Linked DNA regions of Sparus aurata: region 2 is linked to region 1. A link is a contact called in public Hi-C data. All regions are on one chromosome and are shown on one strand. Each heading gives the region's core, a stretch centred on a gene start, on an enhancer-like site or on the middle of the called end of the contact. The rest is flanking DNA. Distances are from core to core; before and after follow the strand shown.

Evidence for each region. A called contact is a pair of places that touch in the nucleus more often than the background predicts.
Region 2: a Hi-C map of an unstated tissue shows a contact between it and region 1, with 8 times the contacts expected there. The contact joins the promoter of daxx here to the promoter of hsd17b8 in region 1. A contact is called at or near these places in 2 of 2 Hi-C or Micro-C datasets (skeletal muscle and an unstated tissue).

Annotation. Positions count from the first base shown.
Region 1 is chr3:5,637,684-5,642,061 of fSpaAur1.1, reverse strand. It overlaps hsd17b8 (hydroxysteroid (17-beta) dehydrogenase 8), which reads left to right and starts at 1,602. Exons shown (of 9, transcript XM_030412450.1): 1 at 1,602-2,396; 2 at 3,374-3,576; 3 at 3,779-3,895; 4 at 4,330-4,378. The coding sequence starts at 2,273.
Region 2 is chr3:5,859,118-5,863,091 of fSpaAur1.1, reverse strand. It overlaps daxx (death-domain associated protein), which reads right to left and starts at 2,045. Exons shown (of 11, transcript XM_030412849.1): 1 at 1,694-2,045; 2 at 397-653; 3 at 1-190. The coding sequence starts at 636. tapbp.1 (TAP binding protein (tapasin), tandem duplicate 1) reads right to left here. Exons shown (of 8, transcript XM_030409565.1): 6 at 3,971-3,974; 7 at 3,671-3,699; 8 at 2,733-3,513. The coding sequence ends at 3,502.

The DNA of each region.
Region 1 (4,378 bases), core at 353-2,852:
AAGGGGTGTTATTAAGTAAATAAGTGCAAAACACAGCCTTCATAGAAAGTTGGATACTATAAAAACTCTAAAAAATAAAATGTTTGTTAATTAAGCTGCCGTGATGAGAGTTTTGACGGTTTATGTTGTATTTACATGTTAAACAGGATTTCTGCCCTCTAGTGGTCACACGGTGCAACTGCTCTCAGCTCCATAGTCAAGACAGACACAATTACACTGTGACACTTCCGGTGAGCACTTTCACAATAAAACTTCATTCATGATTACATTTTATCATACATCGTGTCACAGTACACAGATGGACAAATAGATAACTACAGAAAAGCTGCCATAAAGGTATTTATTATTCTACAAGATAGACAACTATTGGTTTAGCTTTTTCTCCTTAAATCATAGCCTAAGTTTGTTTGTTTTTTGGCGATCCATTTTCTGAGTTCTGAGTGAAAGCGGAAATTTGTCTCTGTTGAAAAATATTTTTTTCAGGAAAAAACAATTGTTCCTTCTGAAAAAATATTTTTTTCACTCTGTTCCACACACAAAATGTTTTTCTGTCTACAAAGGAATTTTGTTTTTCCTTTCGATGAGCCTCTTCACAATAAAACTTTTACCATGGAAATACTTGAGATTTATGTCAACATTTTATCACACAATGTTACAGTTCACAGATGGATAAATAAAGAAAAGCTGCCAGGAAGTTATTTCTTCTCACTTTACTCCATCAAGACAGCTAACCTCTCATTTGGCTTTTGTTAGCTAACTTAATCCCAGCTCAAGGTTTTACCTTTCACATGAGTCACAATGTAATAATAACATGAGAGCCAACAAACTGGGTAAATCTAGCTAGTAACACCTGCAATTTCAGGCCCAGCTTTATTTTTTTCTGGGATATTGATTGATAGCCTGCTTACTAGTTAAATTACTACTCCTGTACGTTTGTACAGTAAGGAAGTAAAAAAAAATGCACAACACAGCCATCCTGGGAAGTTAGAAAACAGATGAGAAAATGCTATAATGTTTAGTTATTAATCTGCCGTTTTCATAGTTATAACAGTCATTCATTATTTAAATTCTTATCTGCCGTTTTAATAGCATTGACAAGGCAATGTACATAAATTATAATCGGGGGGTTTCTGCCCTTTTGTGGTCAAACAGCCGAACTACACCGCCCGGCCAGTGTCAAGGTAGAGACAGTTACACTGCATTACTTCCGGTGAGCACTTTCACTATGAAACTGTTATAAATGACAGACGCCAGATGAGGCTTCCTGACAGTAATTTAGGTTGGTCACAGCTGTTATGATTCTAGTGGTCAAACAGTAAAACTACTCTGCTACCTTCACAGCGCTGAACTTCACACAGTGATGTAATGATAAAATGAGAGGCCTCAAACTGGGAAATCATGGCTATTTAAACCCAGAATTCAAGGCATAATATCTGTTACTTCAAGTTTGTCCTGTAAGGAGGTAAGTAAGCTCAACCCTGCCGGCATTTGAAAACGCTATAATGTTTGTCAATTAACCTGCAAGTTAATCATTTTGACATTCACAATTAATCACATTATAAGTCGGGTGTTTTTATGCCCTCTAGCGGCCAAACGGTAGAACTACTTCTACAGCGTCAAGGCAGACACAATTACACGGTACGTTTTCCGGTTATCCTTTCAAAATAAAACATTTACAGTGCTTAGACAGGAACTTAAACTGATAATCTGAATGTTACAGCAGTTATTGTCACGTTCGTATCATGCCGCTAAGATCACTCTGCAGTAGACACGGGTCTCTTTCACCTCTGCTTTCCTCGGTTTTGTCCTAAACGTAATGCCCGGGTAAGCCCGCTAAATTCCGCGTCGCGAAGTGATGACGCGATTACGATCACCGACGGTGCCGGCTAACTTGCGGTTAAGCGCCCGGCTAGCTTGAAGGGTGAAAAATAAAATGTAGTCTTGCGGCTCTTCTAGACTTTCCAGATGTTATTGGACATAATGGCTTAAATTATGATAGTGAAACGAGTCATTTTTGGGGGTTGTGATGCTCACGATCATTGACCACCGTTTTACAGACGCTAAGCTAACTTATAGTTTAGGTTTTTGCTAGTTAACTCATAGCCCAAGTTCTCATGCGAGTCAAAATGTAAAGACACAACAAGATGCAACAAACTGGGGCTAATCTTCAGATATATAAACCCAGATTATAGAGCTAATGAAACAGTACTCGTTTAATAAATATAGTTGTAACTTCCATTGGTTTTAATCTAGCTCACAGCCACTGTAAATCATGTCCAATCCTGGTTTTCTGGCGCCCTCTGGTGGACAAACAGAGAACTACAACAACACCGGGAATAATCAAACCATCATGGCGGCTGCCACACGGCTCATATCAAGGTTGACGCTGGTCACTGGTAAGTTTATAACCATTTATTATTCAGTGTGTATAATCAGATAAATAAGGAAACACGTCCGGGATGCAGCTTCTCTTTCCACGTTGTTTCTTCAACGTCTCAGTCTCCGTGTTAAACATGCTAACGTTAGCTAGCAGAGTACGACGGACTTTGGATCTTGAGCAACTCTGCGGACGTTTGGTGAAGTTCGTCAACTACGATACGTTTTTCTATCAACTTTAATAACTAGTTTTAGAGTCCTAATCTGTGACATTGAAAGATAGAAGCACCTGGCTCTGATAAATCTGAGCGGAGTATTAATGTAAAACTTATCTTGGATGAAAAATGTTGTCTGTTTCTTGTGAACACAGTGAAACAAAGTGTAAAGAGTTCCTGAGTTTAAATCTTCAAATGTCTTGTTGTGGACAATTAAAAGTCCAAAACCCAAAGATATTCACTCTACAGTCATTTCAAATAGAGAGACGCAAATCTTCAGAACTTTTTCTCAAAGGTGCATTCTGTAGTTTTGGGAAGAAATTCTAACCTTTCATTAAAAAAAAAAAAAAAAAAAAAAAAAAAAAAAGTTGTATGCTCAAACAAACTAAATAAAGAAACTGTATTTGTTTTCATGACTGAATAAAAAACTGACAAAACACTTTCATACTATTTCTCTTTGTTGATATGTGGCGGACTCTGCCACCTGTCTGGCTAACAGTGTTCTGGCACCTTGTTTTCCTCTGAGAACATCTTGTTCATTGTTACAGTTGACCAGCTGATTCATTCATTGTGGTAATTTCATCTCTAATTTAGGTGATAAAGTCTCATTAGTCTCTACATTAAACATTGGAAGCTTGTTCTCTTTGGGATGCAAAAGGTCCATTCACTTAATAACAGTATACAGTGCAGTACACGCAGTATAGATTTCCCTTTGAAACTAACACTCATGATGTTAATGCAGTCCTGCTCAGGTGAGACTTCATGCTTTTTGTCCCCACCAGGAGGAGGCAGTGGGATCGGACGGTCGGTGTGTCAGCGCTTCGCCTCTGAGGGCGCCTCCGTGGTGGTCGCTGACATCAGCGAGGAGTCGGCCAATGAGACGCTGGGGAGTCTGTCGAGTGACCTCAGAGGACAGGGTCACATGGCGGCTGTGGTGGACGTGTCGTCAAAAGAGAGCGTGAAGAAGCTGGTCGCGAGTATACAGGTGTGTGTGTGTGTGTGGTACAGATAGAAAACATCCCAACACACACACACTCTGTCCATTACTGTCATAATGTGCAAAGTATTCAGAGAAATACACATTTCTTCTCTGTTGAATACTCGTCAGAGTGCTGCGGGGCTGTTACATGTCCTCTTTGTTCCTCTCCGTGTGTTCTGTTCACAGTGAATCTCCTCTCCTTCTGCAGACTCGTTACTTTCAGCCTCCCTCGGTGTGTGTGAACGCAGCAGGCATCACACAGGACGACTTCCTGCTCAACATGGAGGAGGACCAGTTTGACAAAGTCATCCAGGTCAACCTGAAGGTATGCAGCCCGGACGTCCTGTAGATTAGTGAGTTAATCAGCCATCTTTGGTCCCACTGCTGTCAATGTTTCCAGTATCACAACGCTGACTCACTATAAACTGGAGTAGATCACCACGTAACCTGCTGTAGTCACTCCTACAGGAGCCTGACAGGGACAAAAGTAATGTCTTGATAATTAAGTGAGAACACTTAAGTGCAATAGATGTTATTTAGTAGCTGACTTTTTCTATTTCACCTCTGTTTTATCCAGAAGTGAGAAGCAACACATACTTCCTCACTGTACTTGACAAAAGGATCACAACATTCCCTGTTTATTACATGAAGACAACCGACCTGCTTTAATCTGAATCTGTCTTTCTGTAAATGAAGAGCAGAGAACACAACCAAGTGAAGTTATTTATTAAATCCTCTTTTCTCCTGCGTCTCTCTCAGGGTTCATTCTTGGTCACTCAGGCTGTCGCTCAGGCTCTAGTTGCCTGTG
Region 2 (3,974 bases), core at 796-3,295, 220 kb before region 1:
CAGTGCACAGTTCATTGATGTAGACAAAGGTTTTGGAACGGTTTGCCTGGGCACGAGTCAAACAGTGTCCCAAGGTGTTCCTGAACTCCACGGATGACAGATACTCAGGGGAGGCCTTGGAGTGCTTCGTTTGGAGGAAGGTCAAGACCTCGGGGCAGTCCTGGGTGAGAGCTGAGCAGTGCTCCACAAACTGTAAAGATGGAAAAAAGAAAACAGGAAGGAAGAGAAGGCAAGGTGACCGAGGAAGGGCACAGAGCGAGGAAGGAAGAAGAAAATAATAGCAACAACATATTGTTATCAAGTTTTTCCAGTCTACAGCCAGTGTACTGTCAATGTAGTTATAATTACGACAGCAAAACAGTTAGAACAGATATTAAAACATATGTGTAAACTCACCTCAGCGAACAACCTCTGATTCTCTGCCTGAAGAACATGTGCGTTTTTCTTCGCTGAGGCGAAAGGTGACTGGGTAATGTGGGTCGGGACAGGCTGCTGAGCTTTGAGCGGCGACACATATTTTGCTCGCTGCTGAGAGGACGACTTGGAGGCGGAACAGGAGGGCTGAGGACTCTCCTCTTCATCATCATCATCAAGGACTATGATCTTATCTGCCATCGAGGCGGGAGCCACCGCCATCCAAAATGTTGGTAATTCTGCTTTCAGAAAACACAGAAAGTAAGAATACTGATCAGGACAACTTCATAATGAAATTTACACTGTTCTGGTGGAACGTGAGGAGTGACGATATTTTGTTTCCACTTTAAGGAAGGTCAACAGGCAAAACAGGGTAGAACGTGGTGTGAAATGTTCATTACCAACAGTAATATAGTTAGAATAACTATTAGCGAGCCTGCTTTTGTTTGTGAAACCTGTTGAAACCAGCAGCTGCTTGTCTTTTGAAGCACATGTTTTTGCACTATTACAGTACCAGTGATCGGAGCAGCAAACAGGGACAGAAGACTTGCATAACAAAAATAACTCTCACGTGATATGACACATCATGTTCAATAAAGTCTGACGTCACCAAATGTAATTTCAATATGAAAGGTTTCCACAATACAAAATAAAATGAATTTTAACAAACATGTTACGTTGAGAGGTTTGTTGAAAGGTTATATGGAATCCTGATTAGGACAACCCTGACTTCAGTTGTGTGATAAGTAATTTTATAGTACAACGATTAGGAATAATCAAAGGTGACATTCATAATGTTCCCTTGTTTTCATAAAAACAAATGCATAGTAGGTTTGTGTAAATTTCCGTTCAGACTGGCCCCGACTCTGTCACTCATGATACTGTTCCGTTTTTCACACAATCAAATGATAAGTTACAAGTTTAAGCTCAAATTAAACAATAACATTAAACACCTTCTCATATTTAACCATAGTGCGCGTCACCACACAGAAACATGGCTATTTATTCGCGAATTTTGCCATGGTGCTCTAACATCGAGCCTTCATTCATGTGCAAGCAAAGCTGCCATTAAACATGAGCCTTATATTCATGGATTGAGAAATAAAATGAACAGTCAGGCAGCAACGGCCGCTTCCGAACACTTTAACTGAAGCCGAACAGATGTGATCTTAGCTTGTTAACACAGTAAGCTACATGACACATGGGAATGACACAAAAGCTCTCGTATGAACAGGAAACTTTCAACTGTCACACATTCCACACATTCACACATACCGACCTCTTGTTTATGGCCTTTGAGACGTGACAACAAAAGATGATAACGATCCACCGCGACGCATATTTACAATTCTGTGCTCGAGTTAGCGAACATTAGCATTGGGCAGAATGTAGCTAGTTAGCTTTGTGATTAGAAAGTGAGCGAAGTACAAAAACAACGAGCCCGCAGAAAAGCCCACATGCTGTTTTTTATGTTACATCGCTTGTTAGACAAACGCGACAAACTTGAAACGCGTGTTTTTAATCCCGCAGACTTTCTGTTTACCAAAACAATGCTCGTCAACTTGGCTATGGTGTCGAGTCGAGATCGAAAGTGTACCCGCTCAAGTCGTATCAACATCAAGGCCTCTGATTGGTTCATAGGTGGTTGCACGGTTAGTAATGTCGTTAGCTATTGGTTGTCTGTTGGCTGTCGGCTTCTTCTTCTTCTTCTTCTTCTTCTTCTTCTTCTTCTTCTTCAAAATCAATGTTAAAGTTGTTTTTCTACAGATGAAATTTACAATTCAGAGATTAAATTGAAATCTATGAATTACATAAATAAACAAATGTATCAAACGCCGATTTCATGCACTTCATACCATTTTCACAACAATTTTGTTTTATCAATTCATCTCATACATCACGAATATCTGGTGTGTGGATGGGTAAAAACACATCTGCTTTAAATAACATTTTGTTAATTTGTATCTATAAGGAATCTAGGTCTTAAAATTCAAAAACAAAACTGCTCAAGCGCAACGTACTTTTATTCTGAAAAAGACAACGGAAGTCGCACGTTCTCATTGATGTCAATTTATTGGGTTTAAAAATTAGATTTTACTTAAATGTTTAAACCAGCATAGTCAGTTTGTATTTTACCAATCAAACTTTGCAGTATTCTGAAGGTCATTATGAAGGGCTTATATTTATTTCTTTGTACTTTTCCACATTTGGCTATCATAATATACACGTCAGCATTTCCATGTTTTGTGTAAACAATGTGTCATACCAGCATGTTTGAAGAGACACAACCATGGATAAACAGGAGACTGGGAGCAGCATGTTTTAATAAATGTGTTTATTACACTTAAAATCCAGACTTCACTTGTGATCTTTAAACTTGATATAAATTTGGAATTTAACCTTCAGTAGATTTTTGTGCCCTGTTTGTACCATTTCCTTCACATTTAATTTCTGCATTAGCCCAGGCTGTTGGAGCGTCATACCACTATAAAAAAAAATCTAACACAGAAAGTCACAATATACACACATTATAATCTCTGTATTTACAAAAATTCTGTTTGTGGGTTTGGACAGTTTAGTCTGATTCTAACTTTACTTTCCTCGGTTATTTACACAAAATGTTTGCCTTATATCATAATTTAACTTTCCTCCAAGTTCCTGACTCTTTTCCAGTGTACGTAACAAGAAATAGTATTTAAACAGTGGGAGGCCAATATGATATAACAGCTATATCACTTTAAAGTAGGAGATTAAAGAAATATGACAACACACATGTTTAGACTGAGCAGAAACCCTTTTCAGAAAATTATCACTGGTACCCAAGCACAACAGTAAATCTATCCCCAAACATTATTTATGTAAGTGCAAAATAGTAAAAAAAAATTAACAACTGACACAGCATTGAATATCCCAAGCAAGCTTTTCTCTCAATCTATGAAAAAAACAAAAACGCTTTAGGTTTTTAAAAAAAGACAAAGCTTTCTGGATGAATAGGTGGACAATCACTTTTGAACCCCATCCAAGATATCAAAACAGAAAGGTTTGTTGGATCAGTATCGCACTTCCAGCAGTTGACTTCAATCTTCTTTACTTGTCTTTCTGTAAGTGGAAGAAGTTGAAAGTTAATATTCAGAGGAGACATGGAAAACACCCAGGAGCAGCTCCAAGGTTGTAACATACATACAAGTAGCACACTTATGTAAAGACAATCAGAATTATACTTTTTGTGCATCAGTGTTTGAAAAAGTGGCCTCACCTTGTCTTTTGTAGCAGCCTCATCTGAGCCTATGTACAGTAACATAAAAGACAAAAAGTCACTAACAGAAATCAAATTAAAATATATTACCGCATCAACAACATTCATCCCATACGCTGTCTTGTATACTGTATTATTTTAACTTTAATTCAATAATGCCAAATCTATTTCAGTATGTTTTAGTTTTGTTGTATCAAGATAGCACCAAGTCTTCTTGTATCTTCAAATTATTGAATTGGTGCAGCAAAGTAAATAATTATTATTACTGTCAGTTTACAATGTTTCTGGAATATTTGCTACCTGA